Regions from separate parts of the Arachis hypogaea genome. Here region 2 is linked to region 1. The links are chromatin contacts, called in public Hi-C maps. All regions are on one chromosome and are shown on one strand. Each heading gives the region's core, a stretch centred on a gene start, on an enhancer-like site or on the middle of the called end of the contact. The rest is flanking DNA. Distances are from core to core; before and after follow the strand shown.

Evidence for each region. A called contact is a pair of places that touch in the nucleus more often than the background predicts.
Region 2: a Hi-C map of an unstated tissue shows a contact between it and region 1, with 6 times the contacts expected there. The contact joins the enhancer-like site here to the promoter of LOC112741719 in region 1. A contact is called at or near these places in 4 of 8 Hi-C or Micro-C datasets (leaf and an unstated tissue).

What each region holds. Positions count from the first base shown.
Region 1 is chr14:17,875,592-17,879,823 of arahy.Tifrunner.gnm2.J5K5, reverse strand. LOC112741719 (protein GAMETE EXPRESSED 2-like) reads left to right here and starts at 1,749. Exons shown (of 15, transcript XM_029292033.2): 1 at 1,749-2,135; 2 at 2,305-2,652; 3 at 2,752-3,078; 4 at 3,183-3,389; 5 at 3,472-3,560; 6 at 3,698-3,842; 7 at 3,984-4,232. The coding sequence starts at 1,889. It overlaps LOC112741721 (a long non-coding RNA gene), which reads right to left and starts at 28. Exons shown (of 2, transcript XR_003171582.3): 1 at 1-28.
Region 2 is chr14:17,938,903-17,942,976 of arahy.Tifrunner.gnm2.J5K5, reverse strand. No RefSeq gene overlaps it. Among protein-coding and RNA genes, the nearest start is that of LOC112741725, 34 kb to the left of the region's middle. Within about 2 kb of position 1,281, at least 2 of the 3 cell types and tissues checked have open chromatin away from gene starts, as enhancers often do.

The DNA of each region.
Region 1 (4,232 bases), core at 500-2,999:
GGGTTTTTTTGGTAACTAATATTATATGAAAAAGTGATAGAGATATTTTAATTATTTTGTATAATAAAAATATGATAATTATTTTATATATATATATATATATATAAAAAATAAAAAATTAATTTAAATCGGTTTAAAATTTGGTTTATTTAATTTTTGATTTAAATCAATTTATTTGGTTTAATTTTGACAAAATATATGGTTTAATCGGTTCTATATGCTATAATTTGATTGGTTAAAATAAAAAATCCATAAAAAAAGATGTTTTGAATATTTTTATGTAAGTGGTCTCCTTTATTTTTATTATGCAAAATTGGATTTTTAGACAGCAATACTGCACCCAAATTATCACAATTAATTAGAGTTTGAGAGGTTGAATTTTGAATTCTACAAGTAGTTTTTGAATTAAAAAAATTCGGTTACAATATCAGCCAAATATCTGTACCATAGAAGATTTACTTATAAATTATTATTTTTTATTGAACTAAAAGATTGGATTACTACTAACTAAAATAAATACATAATAGATCTTTTATCATCAAGATCATTTGTGCAGTCTACATCTGTAATCAGTGTTTTTAGTAAATTGAATTCCATGATTTGTCACCGTATACCTATTGTTATATCATATATGTGTTGCATAATGAAAGATTAATGATATTTAATTTTGAGGTTTAAGTTAAACAAAATTTTTAACATATAACAATTGTTATCTTATTAAAATTTAATTCTGTACAAAAGTAAAAGTAACTAAATAAATATATTAACTAAAAAATACAACATTGTCTTTAAATATTAAAAATAAAAAGTTAATAGAACTATTAAATGACAAATAAACATGACCTAAATACACTCATTTGTTTGTTAACTACTAATACAATGTGCTTTTGAAATACTGACTGCATAGGTAAGTAGTACTTCAACTTTTTAAGCATTGAGTACATAAGTGACATTCTATTGTTATATTGTACGTGTTTCACAATTAAATATGAATGATATTTAATTTTGAGATTTATGTTAAATAAAATTTTTAATATATAATAATTGTTATTTTATTAAATTTAATTTTATATCAAAACTAAAAATAAATAAATAAATATATTAACTAAAATAATAAATTATAACAACAAATTCTATAATATTAATCAACTAGTTAATTACCAAATTTTAAGGTTAATTATTTCTAAATATAAATGAGTGATTCAAATTATAAAGTATTTTATTTATCTATTAATATTATTTATTTAAAATTATATATTATTTCTTTACTTTAATACTAAAATGTTGTTATTTCTACTAGCTATTTTGGTTAAGATAATTTTTTATATCATTAATATTTTAATAAATTTTGGGATTGAATAAAAAATAATAAATAGTTGAATAATTATTTAAAGACATATGTAGCAAAAATGATATTTAATCATATTAAAAATAAATAATTTAGAATAATTATAAATTAACATTTTATTATTTTAAATTAATGTTTTTAATGTGATAATTAATTTATTAAAAATTTGATTGAAAAAAAGAAAAGTTATTGAGCGCTGGTAACTGCCAAAGCATTTCTAGATCAATAGCATGTACGGACAGTGCATTTACTGTCCAAAATCTAAACTGCACATTAGTGCAAATGGAAATTCTCAAACTCATTACCATTACTTCACTCTCTTTTGCTTTCTTCTTCTTCTACTTATTCTCTTGTTTTAAATTTACATCTTCAGGTAGTTATTACTTCCGGGTTCTCCCATTGTAAAAAATTTAAATTTTGGTATATTCTTCTACTATTTCTATTCAATTTCTTTTTGTCACAGATAGAGCAGAATTACCCATTTTTGTGTTCAGTTGGTGGGATGATAAGAATACATTCCATGCCGGTGAGACTGCAGCCATGAAGGTGAAAGTTCTTGAGCGTGCTGATATGATTGACAAGAAAGGTTTCAAACCTATTGTAAGTGTTAATGGAAAAGAAGGGAACAGTTCTTATGTGTCTACTATGTTGTTGAGTTTTAAAGGTGAATCCAGTAATGATTGGAAGATCTATTTCACTCCCATAAAGGTTGGAGTGTTCAATGTACTTATCAAAGATGACCATTATCAAGTCTATGACTCATCCTTGCATTTTCAAGTTGAGCCAGGTTTGGTTACAATGGTCTTTAATATTGTGTATTCTTAGGTTGGGTTTGAAACTTTGTTGTTGTGTCATGTGTGTTCTTCAATGTTAAAAGATGTTGAGGACATGATTGACATTTTAAAAATTTGTGCACATAGTTGTTGACACTAAAATATGTTGTTGTGTGATTGAAGGGAATATGTACCCTTCTGTGTGTGTTGCATCATGGAATGGCATGAAACATGAGTACGAAGCTGGTGCAAAAGCTACCATCACGGTACTCCTCAAAGATGCATTTGGGAACAGTATCTCTAATAAAAAAACAACTCAAGTGTCTTATTTGCCTGACTTTAAGTTGTTTGCGCTATATGAAAATAATGGTTCTATTGCTAGTATGCCAGACATATCCAATATTGGATGGAACGAGTTTGATTATGTTATCATTGAGTTTGTTGTTATTAAAGCTGGAAAATTCTCATTGTACATAGAAGGAGGGAATCAAACCTTGAATGGCTCTCCATTACCATTGAAAGTGAATTCAGGTAGTTGTAATTAAATATCAATAAACAATTATATTAGTAGTTATATTTATTTTTAATTTTGCAATAAATATTACTTATTTTCCTATTGTGTACTACCAGGACCTGTAGATGTTTCTAAATGTGTTGCCAAATGGAACATTGATTCACATGCATGGCAATTGTCTTCTAAGATGGAAATCTTCATTCATCAATTAGATCAGTATGGGAATCTAGTTTCAGGGTTGTATCCTTTCGATGCCGAAGTCGTCCAAAGAGATACAAACTTGTCAATACCAATATCAGATCAACATTTTGAAGAAGTGGAAGCTGGAATTCAATTATTTTCATTTGGAAATTGGGAACCAGGAAAGTTCCTCTTAACATTATATGATGCCAAGCATAACAAAAGCATTTCCAATATGCCATATGCTTATTCTGTTTTTGTAGGTAAAATTTTATCCGGATTCCAAAGTATTATATTTTGATTTTTTTTTATGATTATTTTTCAATTTTAATGTAGTTCTGATTTTGTGTTCTTGTTCTTTGAATAGGTTATTGTGATGGAATAAAAAGTATTGTTAATGGATCTGGTTTGAATGATTCAGTAGCTGGCATAAAGCAAGAATTCTCTGTTTATTTAAATGATGTTTATGAATATCCTTCTCCTGTCGAAGTAGACATAGTTGAAGTACAAATTCTAAAAGAAAATGACTCGTATAGTGTTTCTCCATTCATTTATCCCATCCTAACTAAAAATGGTATGATCAACCTTCTATTTCATAATTTTTTTTCTTCTAGAATCTAATTTTGATTAACTCTCATACGTGGTTTTGGTATCAGGTACTGTGTCAGTTTCAAGAGTGCAACAATATGGTTTTATCAGTCAGATGAATGTTGCCCCTTCCCCTTCAATGGACCTTAATAACAATGTATGACATATAAGCTAAGTGTTATTGTACTCATTTCTTTTTCTCATACTGAATTGTTTATAGCTTCCTTGTGTCACACACATTTTTTGTGGTAAATAATTACTTGGATTTCTAATGTCATTTTACCCTGATTTCAGATTAACAGCAGTGAAAGCTCTATAGCTATGAGTGCTTTCCATGTAGATTACACACCTGAGAAAAGTGGGTTTTATGATATACATGTATATTGTGGAAATGTCTTATTGAACAAGGGTCATACACTCAGAAAAGAAGTAAAAGCAGGTAAAGAATTAGTTTGCATTTTTGCATTTGACCAAAAGAAAATATTTCAACTTCAACATATAAGAATGTTTAGCTAGGAGAGATCAATTGCTTCTGTAGAGAGAAATGGTTTCTACTTTATAGTGCTTGATTTTGTTGCAGGTGAAGTTAATGGTTCCTTGTCAAATGTGGTCAAGTTTTCTTCTAAGGTGGCAAAGATGTCAGAAAATGAAATACTAGTGCAGCTTATGGATTCATTTTCAAACCCTGTTCTTGCACAACAATCAAGGTTGAAGTTGGAGACTACTTCAGCTAACAAATCTCTTTTTCAAACTTTGGACATTAAGGATAACATGGATGGTTCATACAATTGTAGCTATATGGCTAAAGATGTTGGAACTTATGAGATTT
Region 2 (4,074 bases), core at 32-2,531, 64 kb before region 1:
CGCAACTTCTCACTTTAGAACTCGCGTTCAGGTCCTGATCTGCATTCCAATACCTTGCAATCAACTGACTCAGTGAATTACCGAATAATAGCGCCATATGTGGGAATTTGACATGCGCTGAGGATGGAGGTTTTCCTCCACTCGGAGGATGAGCTAGGAGAAGGCGCGAACAGTGAATGAAAGGGGGTCGCCTCATGAGTAGGCTGTGCACAGGTACCTCTTGAAAGTGGCAGCCGACCCCCTTCGACCAGCCGATCCCCGGGAAGTCGCCCTTCTGGGGAAACAGGCAGTGACAACTCCCGAATCATGCAAGAGCTTAGGCATAGGGTCTAAAACCTCAACAAAGAGCTGGCAGCGAGGGACCGCTATAATCCTGAGGCTAGCCGAGACGCTCGTTCGCATGCAGAGGCCCAGCCGAGCTATTCATGCACCCGATTCCCACAGAGGAGGTCGAAAGAACGGCAGTGCCCAAGGGAGACGAACGACGAGCACGATCAGACTGACGGTCGCACCCAGTTCCATCACTCCTGACACAAGTCGAGAAGCTGGGAACGAAGGGAGGAGCGAAGAAGGAAACGTCGAGACCCCGTCGTGATCGGTGCCACCCCTTTCCATTCTTCCATCCTCAAAGTCCGATTACCTAAGAACTTCGATAAGCCGACAGACATGAGATATGATGGTACCAAAGATCCACAGGAGCACATCACGACCTTCGAGGCCAGGATGAATCTAAAGGGCGTGGGAGACACAGTCAGCTTATGGGCATTCCCCGCAACCCAGACGGACAATCTGTTGGTTCAACTCCCTCTCACAAGGCTCCATAACTACTTTCTCAGATATCTGTCAGAAGTTTCTATCCCAATTCACCACTCGGATCGCCAAGGCAAAACGCCCGATCAATCTCTTAGGGATGACATAACGCGTTAGTGAGCCTACGAGGAAGTACCTGGACCATTTCAATGATGAATACTTAGAAATAGATGGCCTTACAAACTCCGTGGCCAGCTTGTGCCTGACGAACGACCTGGTGAATGAGGACTTCCAGAAGCACCTAACCACCAATTCCGTTTGGACAATATAGGAGATACAATGTGTGGCGAGAGAATACATAAATAATGAGAAAGTTAGCCAGGCGGTGGCTGCCGATAAACGACATCTAGCCGCCCAGTCTTCCCACTAGATCGCCAACTCGAAAAAATCACGGGACGCCCCAAGGGAGATGACAATTGGAAGGCCATTTAAACCGCTCCTATGGATAGGGAAGTTTAAGAACTACGCATCCCTAACTTCCCCAATAGCGGAGATTTTCCAGCAAATTGTGGATAAAGATATTTTGCCTAAATCGAGGCAGTTAAAAGACATGACAAGGGAAACAAGAGCCTCTATTACGATTACCACAAGGGCTTTGGACATAAGACGCAAGACTGCTTCGACCTAAAAGACGCATTAGAGCAGGCCATCTGGGAAGGGAAGTTAAGCAACTTCTCTCGGTTCATCCGGGAACCGAGGAGGAAAGAAAGGGATCAATCGGAAGAAGACCAAGGTCGGGATGTCAAGCTGAAACAAAGCATTCTGAAGAACGCGGACTCGGGTCCTACGGTGGTAGTGGATGTTATGGTTGGAATAAGTGCCCCACCAAAATCGAAGTTGGCGGCAAAGAAGGAAGCTAAGGTACTTGCCATTATGATTGGGAGGAAACCTTCCCCAAGGGAACCTCCCGAAATATCATTTGGTCTCGGGGACTAGTAGTGTGACGACCTACCCGAGGACCCTCCAATGGTGGTTACTGCGAGAATTGGGACAGATTTGGTCAAGCGAATTCTAGTCGACACAGGGGTCGGCTCGAACATTATGTTCCAAAATGTGTTTGATGCTCTGGAGCTGAAAGAAAGCGGCCTCAAGGACTACCGCCATGAGGTTGTGGAGTTAGTTGATAACTACATTAAGCCAGACAACTCCCTTGTCTTGCCGATCTGCATAGGATCTAAATCGAGTAAGAAGTTTGCCATGGCCAAGTTCGTAGTCCTGAAGGACTCCATAGTCTATAATGTCATCCTCGGGTGAAGAACAATCAATAACCTGCTGGCGGTCATTTGCACCAAATTCCTAATAATAAAGTTCATGGTGGACGACGGATCAGTAGAGACGATTTGGGGAGACCTGGAAATGGCCATCACTTGTGATAACGCCAGTTTGTCCTTACGAAGAAGATCCAAGGAAGTAATCGGCGTCTTCTTGGCAGACTTGGACTCAAGGATCAACGAGCATCCTAGGCCGAACCCCCAAGACGCCTTAGAAAAATTCCAAGTAGGGAAAACAAAGGACAAATTCATATTTGTGAATTGTAACCTACCTTACAAGCTGAAAAGACAGTTGGTCGAGGTCGTCCGAGCTAATGGAGACCTCTTCGCCTGGATCCCTATCGATATGTCGGGTATAGACCCAGAGTTTCTGTCCCACCACTTGGTCGTGAAACCGGGGGCAAAGAACATCGCGCAGTAGAAGCGAAGGATGTCCACGGAAAGAGCAGACGAGGTGGCTAAGCAGACGGCTAGCTTATTGGAAGTCGGCTTTATCAGAGAGTTGGACTACTTCACATGGCTGTCGAATGTGGTTCTCGTGAAGAAGGCAAATAGAAAATGGAGGATGTGCGTAGACTACTTGGACCTCAACAGGGACTATCCAAAAGACTCGTTTCTCCTCCCCAATAGAGACGCATTGGTGGATGTGGCGGCAAGATGCAAGTTCCTGAGTTTCATGGATGCCTACTCAGGATACAATCAGATCCCGATGCACTGACCTGGTGAGGAGAAGACGGCGTTCATAACGCCAGGCGGGACATATTGCTACAAGGACATGTCATTCGGACTAAAAATGCGGGGGCGACCTACCAAAGACTGATGAACAAGGTCTTCAAGGACCACATAGGAAAGTCGGTGAAAGTTTATGTCGATGACATGCTTGTCAAAATGGCAGAACCGGGGTCTCTGGTGGCTGACTTGCAGGTCGTTTTTTATTCCCTCCGAGAACACAATATGAGGCTAAACTCCCCTGAAATGTGCTTTTGCCATGGAGGTAGAGAAGTTTCTAGGATTCATGATCACCCAGAGGAGGGTAGAATCCAACCTAGACAAATGTGAAGCTGTGCAAAGGTTAGCAGAAAGGCTGATGGCTCTTACCCATTTCCTTGGCGCTAGGGGTGATCACAGGTATCACCGTATCGGGTACCCGATTACCTGTCCGAATCCGAAGCGAACTAATTAAATTAGTTCTGAAACTAACAGGTAATCGGGTCCAACCCAACCCAAACCAATGGCTCTCTCTAGTAATTGGTTGAGGTAACGATTTTGGGAGTGCGGAACCTGAACTAACCCGTGGACTCAACCATGTGTTAATTAAATAAAAAAAATAAAAATTTAAAATATTTGCCATGATTCTAACCCAGAAACCCTAACCTAAACACATATTGCAGCGGCGCCCTCATCCATGGAATAAACCCTAGCAGAGCTTCCTCAATCCTCACCACCTCACCGTTACTCACGCAACCAAATCAGCAAAAGCTTCCTCTGTGTCGTTGGTATATCCTTCGTAATCTTCGTCAGCATCGTCTTCTCCATCGTCTTCTCTGGTAACGGCAGCGTCGTCTTCTCCATCAACGTCATCTTTTTCAGCAGCCAGCTTTGTCTTCCATCAGCGTCATCCTCTCTAGTAGCTAGCTTCGTCTTCCGTCAATGTCATCCTCTCCAGTAGCTAGCTTCGTCTTTCGTTAGCATCGTCCTTTCCAGTAGCCAGCTTCCTCCAGTGTGCGTCAACGTCTATAGCGTCATCTACTAGTCAACAACACTGTTACCTCCATCTGTGGTGGTCGTCTTCTCTAGTTAGGTAAGCGTTAATTTTTTATTTATGTCATCTATTAAAGTGTTAATTGTTTTACTCTCTGTTTAATTTTTGTTTATGTTATCTATTAAAGTGATAATTTTTTTGTTCAATTTTCTTGGTTTGTTTAATTTTTTGTTGAAATTATAAATTTTTTGTTCTTGTTGATACTTTTTTTTTTCAATTTTTACTGTTATG